Regions from separate parts of the Danio rerio genome. Here region 1 is linked to region 2. The links are chromatin contacts, called in public Micro-C maps. All regions are on one chromosome and are shown on one strand. The core of a region is the stretch at or near the end of the contact, and the rest is flanking DNA. Distances in the headings are between cores, read along the strand shown. Region 1 holds the start of zgc:174315. Region 2 holds the start of znf1059 (zinc finger protein 1059).

Region 1 (2,700 bases), core at 82-2,581, 340 kb before region 2:
TTTTAAGAGAATTTGTTTTTTCAGTGAAAAAATGAGGCAAAAGAGATGTCAAATTTATTTTTCAAAGTAAAAAAAAATGAATAAACTACAGACTTTCTATTGATATCTGCATATAAGAGGACATTTTATTATTTGGAAAATGTTTTAACTTAAAAAGCTATTTGTTATTTTACTACTGTAATATCATGCATATTGTCCGTAATGGTGTGGAACAAGAGAGCCTCTCTTGCCTAAGGAAAAGCAATATAATTAATAAGGATTTTGTGCCTAAGGTGGGAATAGCTGTTTTGGAGGATGAAGATATCTTTCAAGTTTTAGTTTTTTTTTTTTTTTTTTTTTTTTTAAGTTTGTACTTTATGAGAATTTTGAAAATTGCAATGTGGAAATGGCACTTGTTTCATAGGAATTGTTGTCTTTTATTATCTGTATTCTATGTTTCTTGCCATTCTTTGGCTATATCTTCAGTAATAATGAACTTTACCTTCACTTAAAGAAGCAGTAAAGGGGTAGTTTACATGAAAAAAATCACAATTCTGTCATTTACTCATCCTCAACTTGATCCAAACATGTTTAAGTTTCTTCTGCTAAATGCAAATGAAGATATACTGAAGAATACAGTGGCAAACACACACACACACACACACACACACACACACACACACACACACACACACACACACACACACACACACACACACAAAAATAAAAAAACACTATGCCACTATGGTTCAATGCCACAAAGTGTTGTTGGGACTCGATTACAATTAAAACACTAACATTGACTGTTTTGACAATGTTTTTTTGTTCCTTTTCTGGACTTTAAGCATCTTGGTACTCTCAGATTTCATCTAAAGTGTCTTCATTTGTGTTCTGAAGATAAGCAAAGTTCTCAGGGGATTGGAAAAACAGGGGGCGGACAATGCCAGAGTGCCTGGTGTACACCCTAGACTGCATTAAAACCCTAGAAGCCTATGAAGTAGTAGAAATAGGGAGGTAGATGTCATAATTATGAGGATGAGATTTGGATATTAATAGTAATGTCTTTTAGACCTGCAAATCATCATAAAGTGGATTAAAAAAGTTTTTCAAAATTTTTCTAAAATGTTTAGATTAAAGGTTTTGATCAACTTCAAATACTGTTTATGTGTGTGTGTGTGTGTGTGAGAGAGAGAGAGAGAGAGAGAGAGAGAGAGAGCAGATATAGTGGAAAGTGAAAAACGAGGGAGAAATGTAAATAAGTTATGACTGCTGTGAATCGTAAAAAAAGCTAAAGACTTTTATTTTGGCATGACATATGACGTCATAAGGCTGCGCCACTCCTGCGCTGGGATTCCACTGGAAAAAGGTTTGTGTTTAAAACTTTTACATGAATATAATCCGATTGATTAAAGTTTCAGTTTTTTATACCATATGCTTAATTATGTACCTGCTGTTGACAATATTATTTAAACCCTTTATACAACGTAGTACTATGACTGACAGTAATGAAGATCTATGACTCACAGTAATCAAGGTCTATTGTTTGAATGTATGAAGTTAACAGAAACGTGTGTAATACGTGTTTTAATGAAGTTTTAATTTATTAAATAGCATAATGTCATTCCATTTGAAGTGTACAAGAAATGGATTACTAGTTTTAATCAGGTCATTTTTTCTTGCTTGGACTTTCTCTTCTACTTGATTTAGTTTTGTTAATTACTCTCATACAAAGAAACTGTTGAAGCAAGTGTTGAAGAGAAGTTGTTTTATTTATTTTAAACAGGACATTTTTATTGTTTTGTTAATTTTAAACAGGATAAAGTGTCCAAACGCAGAGAAAAACTCCTGCTGAAGCGACTGATCTCCACACTGTTATAAAGATGGCGTTTATTAAAGAGGAGAGTGAAGATGTGAAGATTGTAGAAACAATTAGAGTCAAACATGAAGATCTGCAGGAACAAACAGGTTGGTTTTCATACTGATATATTTTAATAATAAGAATCCTGAATTAAATCTATCTTGCAGCCCTGAGTGTGCTGCCTAGTTCTCTTAAATCCACATAAGCACTCATTGAAAAACAGGAATGAGTTTATTTCTTGCTACTTGTTCTCATGTCTTTTGTCAATAGTTAAAGTCTGTTTTATATTCGCGCATTCTGACTTTCCCCTTAATAATATAGTTTCATAAAAGTATTATTTGAAAACTCTCAAATAGCGAAATCATATCTGCTTGTTAAGTGGTGACATGGTGGTGGAGTATGTAATACTGTTTCTGGGTCCAAGCCGCCATTCATTTGAGTGGAGAAATCATTCGTTTATGATCACTTTTTATTCATATCACACATTAAAATTAATTTTACATAAAGTCATAGTGTACACAACAATCTCTGGGCTTGCTGCATAACAAAGACCTAAATTTAAACAATTTATAAAAAATGAGTCACTTTCTGGCCATTGGATATTAGACATGGGCATATATATTGCGATTGTAATTTTCAAAAGTATTAAATCGATTTGTAAACGTTTAATATTACCATTTCATGAGTTTTCCCATTCAGTTGAATAGAGTGCTTGGACCCGGAAGCCGCTCCGAGTGACGTCACACTTAAAAAACGGATTAGCAGCCATTGAATATCAAAATACAACAATGTGCACAGTCAAATAAACAGTGTTAATGTTGTTTTCAAGTAACACTTGCATGCTAATTCCGATCGAATATTCA
Region 2 (2,779 bases), core at 58-2,557:
TTGAGAAACTGTCAATCACAGCTGTCAATCACGATGACACGTCCAGCATTAAATTACTGCTAAAAACAAACTGTTTACAAAAATGAAGATCTGCACCTATCTCAGCACAATAATCATTGCCTTAATCGACCAGAACCATCTTTCGGGACATTTTATTGCAAGTGTAATTAATTATTTTTTTATTTGGGCTCAAGTCTCATTCATTAACACGGAGAGGCGGGCTTTATGACTTGTACTGTAGCCAGCCCCCAGGGGGCGAGCTAACGGCCGAGACCTTTATTCAAACGCAGGTTACCGGCACACTTGCCATCGCCGTAATAGCAGATATCTTCTATGAGAATACTGTAAGTCAAATATCGTCAGCACAGTTAAACTTTTTTAATTTATTGTTTTTTTTTATATATAGTGCTTAAAGACGCTTTACAAACAGTAGGAGAAGAAGAAAAGCAATAAGCTTAAGAAGGTAGAGAAAATAGTATATAGCCTTATAATACATAAAAAGAATGACAAAAGACCTGAAACAAGTAATAAAAAACTCATTCCCGTCTTTTAATGAGTGCTTATGTACATTTAGTAGAACTAGGCAGCACACTCAGGGCTGCAAGATGGATTTCATTTAGTATTCTTATTATTCAAATATATCTGAATGAGCATCAGATGACGGAGCCGGTCTTTGAGAATGAAAACCAACCTGTTTGTTCCTGCAGATCTTCCTGTTTGACTGAGAATGTTTCTTCAATCTTCACATCTTCACTCTCCTCTTTAATAAACGCCATCTTTATAACAGTGTGGAAATCAGTCGCTTCAGCAGGAGTTTTTCCTCTGCGTTTGGACAATGTATCCTGTTTAAAATGAACAAAACAATACAAATGTTCTGTTTAAAATGAATAAAACAATGAACAGAAAAAACTTCTCTTCAAAACTTGCTTTAACAGTTTCTTTTAATGAGAGTGATAAACAAAAAGAAATCAGATAAAGAGTAAATCCGAGCAAGAAACAATAGCCACAAATGAGCAAAATAAAACTAGTACTCCATTTCTTATAGTGATGTATACGTAGAATGGTATGACATTAGGCTATTTAATAAATTAAACCTTCATTGAAACACTTACACACATCTCTGTTGTTCAAACAATAGCATTCGGTTACTGCGAGTAAAAAAGTATTACATTGTATAAAGGGTTAAAAAAATATTGTCAACAGTAGGTACAGCTTCAGATGAAAAACCTGAAACTTTAATCAAGCGCTTTAGATCTGTGTAAAAGTTTCAAAACAAACCTTTCTCCAGTGAAATCACGGCGCAAGAGCGGCGCAGCCTTATGACGTCACACGCCATGACAAAATAAAAGTCTTTTTTTTGTCACTTCTTGTTTTTAGGCGGTTGGCAACCAGCTTTCTCGCACCCATCGGGATTGCAGTAACTAACCCATGTATTTCTTATAGTGAAACAAAGCCCCACCAATAAATAAATAAATTATATATATATATATATATATATATATATATATATATATATATATATATATATATATATATATATATATAAACCAAAAAGTTACAAACATATCTAAAGCACACATCACCCGTGCTCAACTTTAATATGTTATTTATTTTAGATTCCACTTGTTTTTTTCCTGTAGCTGTGTGAATAATCTATTTCTTTCAGATTTTTGATATATTGGGCAGTGCATTAAAACATGTTCTAAAGTCACTTGGTTGTCATTATTCACACATCCCATCTGCATGTTTATTGATCATATGTAATGTCCTATTGAGTGCTGTGTGATTAAATCTCATTCTTTTGAACTTGTCCTCTTCCTAATTGTTTTTTCCCTACCTCTTCCGACTTTGTTCTGTATGGTGTAATATTGACATCCTGTACTCTCATTATTCCATATAAGCTGCCATTTTCTCAATACTTTAGTTTTAACGATGCATTTGATTTCTGACTTGCTGTATGATGTCCATGTCTATCGAAGTTTGCTGCGCTGCTAGTTTTGCCAACTTGCCATCTCATTCCCACTGACCCCTATGTGTGCTGGTACCCACAACAATGAAATGATAACTCCTGATTTTATGATATTGTATCCCAACTGTACTATTTCATAAATGATGTCCTGCCGTGACTCTGATACTAAATTTTTTATACTCATAAGTGCTGAAATTGAATCAGAAGCAATGACGGCTTTAATTGGTTTATTACCCTCAACCCACTTTAGAGCCAACCATATCGCTACCAATTGTGCTGTATACACTGCTAAATTATTACTAATTCTTTTTACAGCTTCAATCTTTTAACTTTGGAATACTTTATGACACTCCTACTACCCTTTGTCTAATTCTTGATGCATCTGTATACATTTCCCTTGTTTCATTGTATTTTTCCCTTATATAATTTTCTACTGGTTTACGATCAATCTCACTTTCTTGGTTTTTTTTTATTTTTATTTATTTTTTTATTATTTTAAAATCAACTTCCAAATCACCAAGCAGCCATGTGGGAACTACTGGAAATACTCTAGTGGGCGAAATTGTTAGTGTGTCTATTTCCATATCATATACTTTACATTGTATTATTCATCCATAACCTTTAACACTCTGTTTCTCTTGTTCTTGGCACTGCATTAGAACTGTTTGTGCTATGTGATTGTCATTATGACCTTTCAAGTTAGCCCAGTATACTACTGCCAGTTGATCTCTCCTATGTTTTTTTTTTTTTTTTGCAGTCATGAATTGTTGATACATGTCTCCCTCGTTTTCCACTTGCTCTCTCTCTCTC

The links. A called contact is a pair of places that touch in the nucleus more often than the background predicts.
Region 1: a contact with region 2 is called in a Micro-C map of caudal fin, with 3 times the contacts expected there. The contact joins the promoter of zgc:174315 here to the promoter of znf1059 in region 2. A contact is called at or near these places in 2 of 18 Hi-C or Micro-C datasets (caudal fin and an unstated tissue).

The regions. Positions count from the first base shown.
Region 1 is chr4:32,086,567-32,089,266 of GRCz12tu, reverse strand. zgc:174315 reads left to right here and starts at 1,331. Exons shown (of 3, transcript NM_001114445.1): 1 at 1,331-1,345; 2 at 1,795-1,944. The coding sequence starts at 1,860.
Region 2 is chr4:31,748,549-31,751,327 of GRCz12tu, reverse strand. It overlaps znf1059 (zinc finger protein 1059), which reads right to left and starts at 1,307. Exons shown (of 3, transcript NM_001128249.2): 1 at 1,279-1,307; 2 at 692-842. The coding sequence starts at 776.